4 separate regions of the Mus musculus genome follow, and regions 1, 2 and 4 are each linked to region 3. A link is a contact called in public HiChIP or PLAC-seq and Micro-C data. All regions are on one chromosome and are shown on one strand. The core of a region is the stretch at or near the end of the contact, and the rest is flanking DNA. Distances in the headings are between cores, read along the strand shown. Region 1 has its middle 180 kb from the start of Gm31135. Region 2 has its middle 29 kb from the start of Gm31463. Region 3 overlaps Gm31135 (a long non-coding RNA gene). Region 4 has its middle 190 kb from the start of Gm31401.

Region 1 (2,700 bases), core at 79-2,578, 150 kb after region 3:
GCTCAGGACTGTCCCCCGGCACTTTCTCTTGTCCTCATTTATCTCTTGCTGACCTTGCCCATCTACTGGCCGCATTTGCTGTTTACAAGCAAAGATGCTAACATTTATATTTCAGCTCAAACCTATCTTTGGAATTAGACCTGTAAATTCAGTTGCCTACAGTGTTTGTATTTAAGAGTTGGTTCACTCTCAGCAAACTCACCTTCTGCTTATCCAGTGGATGTACACCCTGCAGGCTGCCTCATCTCAGGCACTTGGATCATGAAATGAGGACTCCTCATTGATCTTCCTGACTCTATCTTAATTCTCATCATCTAGTCTCAATAACATGGCCGAAACATGCCTTCCAAATGTGGTGGGAACATGGCATACCACTTATCAGCTCTCCATTAGAATGAGAAACAAAGCCACACTGGGCCTGGGGTTGTTCAAGACCTGCAATGATCTGACTGTTCACATTAGCCCAGGTCACATTCCCATCAAAAATGCTTTGACAATATTTGCCTTGGAGTGGAAATAATTCCCCCTCTGACTCCATTAATTGTTCTACAGCTCTGAAAATACCACAAAGGCTGAATCCAGCTCTGCCCAGCCTTTGCTCAAAGTCCTCTTTAACTTAAGCCCTATCCTAAATCACTTTTTAACACACACACACACACACACACACACACACACACACACACACACACACACACATTCAAACCCGTATTCTCCATTGTGGTCTTTTGCTTTCACAATTGTCTAATGTGTCATTAACTCTACTTTCTTCTGATGCATCCCAGATGCCTGGAATCGAGCAGGCACATAAAAGATGTTTCATACGTATTTATTGAATGAATGAAGTCTTAAAGGCATGTGGAGTCAAGGCAGTGTTTCAAAATAACATCTGTTCCTTTAGGGGCTCAGAAACTGAGTGAGGGAGGGACGAGGCCTAAGAGAAGAGTCTCAGGAGCTAAGTAACTCATCTCCTCTTTAAAGGGAAAACATGAAGATCCAAGAAACAGCAGGAGGGTTGTGACTTGGGTGTGTTCCTCAAAGACCTCCTCATCCCTCCTTCCCCTCCTGCCTTTTTCTTCCCCTTGTCCTGGCTTCCTCCACTCAGGCCTTTTACAGTGTTTCATTTCACTTTCTCATCAGACCAGTTCTGAAAGTTGTCTTCCTGGCTAGGATGTAATGTCCTTGGGGGATGAGGATCTTTGTCCTGTTCCCAGCTGGAATCTTGATGCATAGCCAGCCTGGAATGTTTGTGGGATGAATCTTGTGAGCCACACCCTGATCCAGATTATATTAGCAATTATCCCTGACAGAGAACCTGGGAGTCCACATGTTCAGGGCTCTGGTTCCCAGGCAGACCGTCTCCAAGTCCTTCTAATATCCTCTGTCTGCATCACAGTGACTCATAAGAACATTAGCAAACGAGAATGAAATAAAGATGAATCCCCTCCCACTTCACATTATTATTAGTTGTTCATGGGATGGATGGTGAGGCCTTGATAGCTGTTAGTGTAAAGCAATCTTCAGTGGTCTGACATGACTGCCAGCTGCTGTGGGCATAGTCCTGACTATGAAACAAGCATTGGAAGCAGCAATATCAAGGTGCTATGGTAATGGTGAAGGGGCAATGAACCCTCTACTAGGGGGACACAGGCTCCTTGCCTGGGATTCCACCTTTCCTCCAGGTGCATGTGACCTTGGGAGGGACTGGAAGACATAGGAGTTAGGAGGTTAAGTGAGGGCATCATTAGAAAAATGGGGTGGTGCTTCCTGGTGATCTCTATGTTTTTGAGTCACTCGCAAACCCGTAAGAAGCTATTCACCCATGCTCCTGTAAGTAAGCCTGACGAACTCACTGGCTTATCAGGTTGAACTTAGCCGGAATAATTTCTTCACAGCAGATAATATGCTTGTCTATGCCTTCCCAGAAAAAGCCATGCAAAGCTGCCATGCAAATCTGCCATATGAGGCTACAAAAGACAGTTCCTGGCTGTGGGGTGGGGAGTGTGGATATCGAAAGTTACTCAGAATTCTGGGAAAGACTGCATGATTGAGATGGATTTGCATGCCCATAGTACGCTTGCGTAAGCACAGAGGGCATTCAGAACCAGCATAAAGAACAGAGTGAGCAGCTTGCAGCCTGGCAGTTAAATCTGCCCATTGTCTTTGCCTGTATTATGTGATCTAAGAGCTAAAGTACTGTTTTCTTCTTCTTCTTCTTCTTCTTCTTCTTCTTCTTCTTCTTCTTCTTCTTCTTCTTCTTCTTCTTCTTCTTCTTCTTTGCATTTAAATGGTAGACAGAACAGGAAAATAGGACTTTGTTAGTTTTGTAAACTTTGTGAAGCTCAAATGTTAGTATCAATTTTTATTGGAACACAGCCATGGCTGCTGAATTGTGTCCAATAGCAAGGTACTAGGAAGAGCATGTACCATTCAAGAACATCACTTCCCTTCTGCCTCCCAGAGACCTTGTGCTAGCTTCAGTTAGAAGTTAGAAGAAAGTACCATGCAAAGGCCACGTGGCAAGCTGCTCAGCCTGTTTGAACCACACAATGTACTTGACTATGTGTGTCTTTGTATCTTTGTGGGTGTTTGTGCATGTGTGTATGTGTTTGAGTGTCTGTGCATATGTGTGTATGTATGTGTGCTTGTGTGTGATAGAAGAGGGATGCATATATAAAGGAGGATGAGTATATTAAACAATAA
Region 2 (2,700 bases), core at 163-2,662, 150 kb before region 3:
TTGGTGTCATTGGGCAGGCTGGGGCAGGTTGACAAAGGCCACAAGTAAATGGCTTGGAGCAGGGTCCCACACTTTCCTGACAGAAACTCAGGGGCCATGTTGATAAACCCCAAGCCCAAAATCTTCCAGGTTAATATGACTCACGTATTCTATGACTTTTTTTTTTTTTTTTTGAGAACTCTAAAACCTATAAACCATTGAAAGCAAAATCAGAAGATAGCAGTGAGCATTCAGTGGACTTAGCACCCACTGTGGATAAAGCTGGGTGTTCCCACTTTCATTTCCATATGCCTAGTATGACAGTCTGCCAGGGCCCTCCTCTCTTCCTTTCTTTCTCCCTCCCCATCCCACTCCTCTCTTTCTTTCTTTCTTTCTTTCTTTCTTTCTTTCTTTCTTTCTTTCTTTCTTTCTTTCTTTCTTTCTTTCTTTCTTTCTTTCGACAGTGTCTGGAAATGAAGTCCAGGCTGACCTCAAATCATGGCAATCCTTCTGCTTCAGCCTCCTCAGTACAAGGATTACAGGCATATATCTGGTTGTATCTTCCTTTAAACTGGTTGTTGCTTTTAACTAGTTCCCTCCTTGAAGAGTTAGGTAGGGTCGGAGGTATAGAGATCAGGGCTAGAGCCATTTTCTAGGGTGCACACAAGGCCCTAGGTTCGAGCTCCAGGACCACAAATGAAATAAAGTGAAGTAAAATCCATAGCATGTGTCCATTCTCTCATTGACGCGAGTGGACACAGTTTGTCCTGTTTGGGGAAATGAGAGCACCATTCTCTTCTAACAATGACCCCCTGGGCAGAATAAAGCAGTGACAACCATGCCATGTAAAAATACAGAAGCCCATGTGTGAGGCTGGGGACAGTCTGCTCTGAAGTGGGGCAGACAGGCAGTGTCTTTATTTTGGACTTCTGGGTGATCCTGGAGCTCAGACAGTCAGATAGCTCAGAGGTGAGGGCCTCAGATTAAACACTTTTTGATTTGCATTTCTGACCTGACTCTCCCGCTCCATGACCTTGGACTTTCTCCCAAACTATGGAGCCTAAATATTTTCTGTGCAAAGTGGGGTTGGTGGTAGTTTCTGCTTACTGAGATAGAAGTCAAGAGTAACTGTGCTGTGGATGTGCCATGGGGCACCCAGCACTCACAAGAGCACTGGTTGACTAAATGAGGGTAGTTATTCATGTGAAGGCAAGATGAAAAGCAGAGCTTTGGTGAGGGTGAGTGATACAGTAAAGAGAAGGGAATTGTCCACAGGGACTGTTCTGTCACATCAGCAATTTGATTTCAGAAAGAACTCTAAGTAGTCAAGAGTGAAACTTGTATCTCCCAGCTTCACAACACTGGGACGTTTCCTTGAACATTTTTTGCCAATGATTCATGATTCCAAACTGTATGATAAATAGGTAACAAAACCACACAGTCATAAAACTATTTGCACAGAGGGTTGGGGCTGGAGATCGGTCAAGCATCTGCTGGGTCCAGCACAGCCTGAGAAGTTTCTGGATCCAGAGAAAGTATCAGGGTCACATTGTAACCTTAGACTGAGAGGAAGCTTGACTAGCAGGTCTCTCCCCGAGGACTGAGTCTGTGTTCACCGGGTCTTAAAGTCTGTATGTATCAACTGCTTGTACATTTCTATGAAAAAACTGTTACAGAATTTCGTTTTTTGTTTCTGTTCAAACTATGTTTTATTCAAAATATCCCCAGTATGTTTCCTGTTAACAATATACAATATATGCCTGTATCTAAATGTCTAAATGTCCCTGTTGCCTCATAAACATTCAGTTTTGATGAGTTTATGCATCAGTCCAAATACATTTATGTAAAATACAATTCAGGTGAAAATGTTTGTAGCCACCAAAACAGTTTCCCTCAAATGTCACAAACATTTATTAATCTGCAACTGGTCATAAAGGACACAAAGATCAGGAGGTGGTCAGCCCTCTAGGTGTCTGAGTTCTAACCAGAGAGAGGAGGAAGAAGGGTCTGTATTCACCAGCATGTCCCTCCTGGCTGGGCTACTGTAAGTCACTCCAGGCCAGATGCCTGTGGATCCTTCTAGGAGGGGTACCTGAGCTGGAGAACAAGGAGGCCTGCTGCCTTCCTCCTTCCTGTTGACAATGAGGTGAGGGCTCCATTTTTCCTTGTCTGTGCTTTAGTCTGGCCAGGAAGATAACATTGCACCACGAGGGAGCCTGACTAAGGACTGTCATTGTGCTCAAAAGCCAAGTGATAAGATGAATTCTAGATAAGGTTAAGGGGCCAGTTCCTCATTCTCAGGTGGGGTCAGGGTCACTTCACTCAAGCCCAAAGCCGTGCAATCCGGCCCAGTTGGGGTGGGGAGGTGTTTACAAAATTCTTACGATTACAGCCCAATTATGTGTTATGGTGTTATATTGTGCATTCTTGCTAGCACACACACACACACACACACACACACACACACACACACACACACACACACACACACAGACACACCATGCAACTGAAACCAAAGCTCCATGAAACATTGTTATATGTACGAGTGGTATAATCTGATACTTTGTGTAGATTTTCATTTCACCATGTGTCTGTGTTTTAAGTAATTCATTACATTTATTTCATAATGATCTCAGAGAAGCTGTACGAATCTCATCCCCAGCCAGGTTATCAAATGTCACATAGCAGTAGAAAACATACTGTTACCTCCATTTGGTGACG
Region 3 (2,700 bases), core at 112-2,611:
AGTGCAAATCCTGGTATGCGATGACAATGCTGGAAGGTTCTCTGGCCCCAGTGGCCCATCTCCCAGAGCATCTGTAGTCTTCAGACTTCTTGGTTCTAGAACATGCTTGGCAGCCATCCTGTGGTATGTTTCTGCTCAAGCAAAATTTGCCTTTAGCACCAGTGTCTCACTCGGTGCTTCTGCTGTTCCCTAGCACCTGTCTTATTTTCAGGGAACAGCCATTGTTAGAGGAGAGGTCAAAGAGCTGAGCTGCAGTGACTTTGTGGGTGTGCCCCAGAAAGATCATTCTTTCTACTGACAAAGCAAACAAATCTTAAGTAGTGAACTGTGAAATGGTTATGATGTTGATGGATGCCACCTCACCTGAATCAATATGTCGAGGAAGAATGACAGTTGGGCCAATGAATATAGAACTCTGCTTGGATTTAGCTGAGCAAATATCCCGGGATTGTGGTGTGTGCTGTTGGGGAATCCTGGGACTGCGCTCAGAAGCCTCTTTATAAGTGAGCTCAATGGCCACACTGTGCATCCGCGTACCAGTGGCCCAGTGTAACGAGGAGAGAGCCTCCTCTTGTGGAGGTACTTCAGCCAGGGGAGACCCATGGAGAAGTCTGCCCAGCCGATTGGATGTCATAGACCCTATGACCAAGACAAGTTCAGCTGCTTTCAGAAGTCCTTCCAAAACCTGCGTGCTATGTATCTGTCACTTCTCCAGTCAGAACAGAAGCATAGCTGGAAACCTTTTAGAAGTTCAAAGAAGCCCATAGATGGACAGAGAGTGACTCCAACCCTGCTTGTGGTATCCATGGTACTCTGAACGTTTTACTTCTGTTGTATTGGCTGAGACTTGTACAGGTGGACAGCTGCTAATGTAGAAATTCCTTTTTTTTTTTTTTTTTGCATTTCAAGTCACTATTTGATAACTTAAAAATATGTGTACATTTAAAACATTATACCTACTCTTCTCTTTCAATTCCTTCCAGATGCCCCCTTCCAGCATGTTCCTTCCTTACTTTGTGTCTCTTTTGGTAGAAGTATCAGTTCTTACTGGAGACATTTTGATAGCTGGTGAGCTCCCACTGAATGCCTTACTACTTAGTCCCTGATTTCTGAGGGTAAATGAAACATACTTCTTAGCTTTATCTAAAACATCATCTATACCGAAGCAACCAAACTTGTGAGTAACGGTCCTGAAATCTCTTGAATTTCTTAGAATTTTCTTTGAGATGGTTTTGCATTGTTGGTGAGATCATAGTTTTATCATTATATTATTAAAGTCAACCAAGTATGTTGACTCTCAGATGAATGTACGTGTGGTGCAAGCAAATGACTCACACCATTGAGAACCTGCATCTGTTACTGGCACAGCCAACTGCTTTCTGCTTGGATTTGTGGCCAGAACCACAGGAAAGAATGCAAATCCAGTATGTAAACCTGGTCGAAAGTCCATGGTCAGAGACAAGAGCGCTGAGGCTACAGTTGTTTTTACTAGACATGATGTGTCGGTCAAACTGCTTTCCAAATAGTTTTTGTTTATGCCTGTAGACCAGGGTTGCTGTCAGCTTTGGTCCCAGAGGCTTATTTTTGCAGCAGACAGAGATTCCTAGCTGGTCAAAGGACTGAGAATGACTGACTGTTGAAAGCTGAGCCCTAAATGGATGTCTATGTCATTCCTTCCAGGGAACATTGTGTCAGGAGTATAGGATGGATGGAAGGGATGGAGTGCTGTGGAACACTGTCCCCTGGGCAGGGCATGGCCACTGCACTCCTGACTCCTCAGCATCTGGAGTTACCAGGATGTATAAGATTAGGGTCATCAATATCCTGTCCTGGAGGAGAGGAAGGGATCATAAGGCACAATCTCACCCCGAGGCTATAAATGTAGTTAATGTTGAGGGGAGGAGAGCCATTTTCTACAGTGGTGTAGCCCTTTTCTTGTCAACCCTTTACCCACGTTCCTGTAAAATCAATAATTAAACTCAGGGAATCACAAATAGAAAGAAAGATGTGACATGGAAGAGGAGCTGATTGCAGGGGGCCAGGGGCATTAGCACGCGTGGACGGGGTGAGCTGGCCTCGTCATATGTGTGCAGGACAGTGGGGTGGTTGAAGAAGTACTTACAAAGGCAAACTGCAGAATAAGAACACGTGCATTTTATTTCGATTCTGCTCCTTGGATCTCCTGGAATTCTAGACTTATAGAAACCTCAAGGGCTTCTGCCTTTATCAAAAGTTTTTCCTTTTAAAATTTATGTGTATGGGTGTTCCCCCCCCCATGTAAGTCTGTAGAACAAAGTCCAGAAGAGGGTCTCAGATCCCCGATAACTGGCGTTACAGATGGTTTTGTGGTGCCATGTAGGTTCTGGGAATCAAAGCCAGGCCCTCTGGAAGAGCGGCCAGATCTGTTAACCACCAAGCCACCTCTCCAGCCCCAGCATCAAGTCTCTGTAGGTAAAACAAAAATCAATAAGTGGGGGTTGAGGATAATTTTCTACTCAAAATAAGGAATCTACTGAAATCTCAAATGATTAAATATGAATATCTGAGGCCATGCACTTTCTAACATGGGATAACAGTTAGACTGATGGTATTTAGTCTTGAATGACTAGCTGATCAAGCAAGAGTGCCTTTCCTAACATCCGATTGAAACACTCTTCGAGAAAACACAGGCAAGTCCAGATGTCATCAGATTCCAGCATT
Region 4 (2,700 bases), core at 52-2,551, 180 kb after region 3:
TGGGTTCTTCTTTTCATCAGCCTCATCACTGCAACCTTGTCAAACCTCTGCTTTGACCTTCTTCTTTCTTATGAGGATGTTTGGGATTTATTGGTATCCAAGTGGATGATTTGGGCGTGTTTATCTCATGTCAAAATCTTTACTGTCACTATATATGTGGTTGGGGGGAGGTCTATGGAGCTGGACATTCTTGGCCCTTCATGGGGAAGATGGGGATCACTGTTGCTAGATGATGATGGTGGTGGTAGTGGTGGTGATGATGAAGATGAAGATGTATATGAGGAACACTGAAGTGTAGGGGTGAGTGTTTCAGCTTCTCTGAGGAAACACACAGCTCCCTTTGCAGTGGGAAAGTTTGCTTCCTAAGCAGTCCTGTCAATTTAGACTTGTGATTTTTCATAAGAGATATGTGTGAGCATTTGAGGCCTGGCCTCTCTCCCCCACTGAGCATATAGGAAGTGACAGTGTGCTGACTTCATCTGAGTGGTGAGTTTATCAGAGTGCTGGCACCCTCCGAGTCTCCTCCAGCCAAGTAATTTGTACCATTCAAAATGCAGCTATTGTTAAGGAAATGATTTAAAGATGATTCACATGTTGATGGTATGTAGCACCTTCTGAAAGGATTTGTCAAATTTGCTGCTTTGCAGGGCTGCATGGAAGTCTGTGAAGATTCCCCTTTAAAAGGATTTATACAGAACTGTCTTGTCATTCAGGGTGTGGAACCAGACATTATGAAAGTGTTATCAATTCAGCTATATGACTGTTGAGCAACACTGCCTTTCAGGCTTGAAAATAGTAGGCCTTTTGGAATGGGGAGAACACCTTATAAGGAGATTCTCATCAAGAAAAATAGACACCTTTAAAGCAAATCTGATTTTTACCATGGGTTTTTAAGGTAGACAGAATGACAGTCTTCGCAAGGGTCATTTAGATGAACAGAAAGCTAAGATGGCCTGTGATGTTAAAGGTTTCCTCAGGCTGGAGAAATTCTGGCAAATGTTGGCAATCACCATCTAGGTATCCAGGCATCTAGGCCAATACTTTGATGCACTTTAGGAGTCTGCCTATATCCGTTTCATCTTACTGCCATACTGAGGGGCTCACAGAGTCATGGCAGACATAAACTATACTGGAAACAGACGCTGTCCCTCTGAGTCCTGCTGGCAGTGCTACCACTGGTGTGAAGGCTGGATCAAAAAATCTCACAGTTGGATCTGAGAGCCAGATGGCTTCCCAAGTAGGTCACAAGAATATCTTGTGTCTTGGTCTCTGGCTGCAGAATGTGTGAATAATGGGATCAAGCTTTTGAAAGTGCCAGACCTCAAATATTTCCGTATGTAGATAATTGCTGGCACTGATACCTGGCCTGATGAGTAACTTTCTAATTTTAAATTCCTTCAGAGAAGGATATTTCCCAACTTGAACAGCAGGAAGCAGGATTTCAGTTAGATTTAAAAGCTGGCTAATGGTAAGGAATGTTAAATACTGAAACCCGTCTTGATGGAGACAGTGATATCTCCTCTGGAGGTCTTTCATACAGTGGAGGTGTTGTATTCCTTGAAGGCAAAGGATGGTTTTAATATGATGAGTTTGCATGTCAATGTTGGCGAGCTCTACTTTCAGAAACTCTTTTGTCCTTTAGATGATTTGAACCTGAAATGTGCTTCCAAGAGTCATTCTTCAGATGCTGGCTACCCACCACATAGGGTTATTTTTGAAGGCTGTGAAGCCATCTGGAGGTAGGACATAGCTGGTAGATGTGGTCACAGGGCGTGCCTTTGCAGGTTATACCCTCCCTTCCCTCTCTATGATGAGCTGTTTTAACCAAGGCAAACTATTATTCTTTCATATTGTTTCTATCAGCATTGTGGTCACAGTGATGGGACAGTAGCTAATGCAACACCCCTTTAGGTAATGTGGTAGTCTTGTCTGTGTTCCTGCTCTGTGACAGCCAGTTACCACTTAGACATGAGACCCCTCATAATTATTTCTTGGTTTGTACAAACAAAAGTAGAGACTACTCTGAGGGCTTGCAACTTACCAGATATTAATTCTTGCCAAGGAACAGGAAATGTAGGCTTACCTGAGGATTCAGGCTATAGCACACTTTTGTTTAGAGCTCCATCCTTTCCGGTGTTCAGGGCAGAAGTGTTACATCTGTTGAGAGCTGATCTATAGAATTATACAACTTGTAAAAGGGTGATGCCTGCTGCAAGGGATCTGCATGTCTGTGTTGGAAGGTTGGGCCAGGAAAAAGGAACATATTGTTATTGATCTATAAGCTCAAGGACCAATCCAGCAAAAAGAAGAGATCACACCCCCTGGAAAGAAATGGTACCAACCTGGTGATTGCCTTTCAGAAAAAGGAAGATGATTGTGGCAGGAAGATTTGTTTGTTTCATTCTTCAGTGTCTATTGTCTCCCTGCTTGTTCACACAGAATAGTCAGTTGATTGTCTCTGGGGCTTCATCTGCTCCTGGAAACTGTATTTCTTTCCTGACATGACCTACACTGGAAGCCAGAGGCTGGCACGTGTTTTTATAGATGACCTTCAAAAAACCTAAAAACAGCACACTTATATCAAGGGTTATACAAGTCTAGGAGTACATGAGAGTAGATGGATAAATCAGGGGATGAAACACATAAAAACAAAAGATGGAGGTTAATAGTTCAATTTTAAAAATGAATGCACAGAGGCTA

The links. HiChIP or PLAC-seq counts read pairs in DNA pulled down with a chosen protein or histone mark. A called contact is a pair of places that touch in the nucleus more often than the background predicts.
Region 1: a CTCF HiChIP or PLAC-seq map of the NIH/3T3 cell line shows a contact between it and region 3, with 12 read pairs. The contact joins two enhancer-like sites. A contact is called at or near these places in 1 of 15 datasets of contacts at CTCF or cohesin (the NIH/3T3 cell line) and 2 of 484 Hi-C or Micro-C datasets (muscle stem cells and uterus).
Region 2: a FOXA1 HiChIP or PLAC-seq map of pancreatic cancer cells shows a contact between it and region 3. The contact joins two enhancer-like sites. A contact is called at or near these places in 6 of 484 Hi-C or Micro-C datasets (the C2C12 cell line, adipose-derived mesenchymal stem cells, embryonic fibroblasts and 2 more) and 1 of 115 datasets of contacts at active chromatin or transcription factors (pancreatic cancer cells).
Region 4: a Micro-C map of muscle stem cells shows a contact between it and region 3, with 11 times the contacts expected there. The contact joins two enhancer-like sites. A contact is called at or near these places in 1 of 15 datasets of contacts at CTCF or cohesin (the NIH/3T3 cell line), 7 of 484 Hi-C or Micro-C datasets (the C2C12 cell line, embryonic fibroblasts, liver and 2 more) and 1 of 115 datasets of contacts at active chromatin or transcription factors (pancreatic cancer cells).

Annotation. Positions count from the first base shown.
Region 1 is chr8:8,298,734-8,301,433 of GRCm38.p6, reverse strand. No RefSeq gene overlaps it. Among named protein-coding and RNA genes, the nearest start is that of Gm31135, 180 kb to the left of the region's middle. Within about 2 kb of position 1,328, at least 40 of the 459 cell types and tissues checked have an H3K27ac peak or open chromatin away from gene starts, as enhancers often do. A contact at or near this core is called in the NIH/3T3 cell line and muscle stem cells, where this site is marked.
Region 2 is chr8:8,604,538-8,607,237 of GRCm38.p6, reverse strand. No RefSeq gene overlaps it. Among named protein-coding and RNA genes, the nearest start is that of Gm31463, 29 kb to the right of the region's middle. Within about 2 kb of position 1,412, at least 53 of the 459 cell types and tissues checked have an H3K27ac peak or open chromatin away from gene starts, as enhancers often do. A contact at or near this core is called in the C2C12 cell line, adipose-derived mesenchymal stem cells and pancreatic cancer cells, where this site is marked.
Region 3 is chr8:8,452,797-8,455,496 of GRCm38.p6, reverse strand. The region is part of intron 1 of Gm31135 (a long non-coding RNA gene); the gene reads left to right. It also overlaps the pseudogene Gm2448. Among named protein-coding and RNA genes, the nearest start is that of Gm31135, 31 kb to the left of the region's middle. Within about 2 kb of position 1,361, at least 29 of the 459 cell types and tissues checked have an H3K27ac peak or open chromatin away from gene starts, as enhancers often do. A contact at or near this core is called in the C2C12 cell line, the NIH/3T3 cell line, adipose-derived mesenchymal stem cells and 3 more, where this site is marked.
Region 4 is chr8:8,273,037-8,275,736 of GRCm38.p6, reverse strand. No RefSeq gene overlaps it. Among named protein-coding and RNA genes, the nearest start is that of Gm31401, 190 kb to the right of the region's middle. Within about 2 kb of position 1,301, at least 52 of the 459 cell types and tissues checked have an H3K27ac peak or open chromatin away from gene starts, as enhancers often do. A contact at or near this core is called in the C2C12 cell line, the NIH/3T3 cell line, embryonic fibroblasts and 2 more, where this site is marked.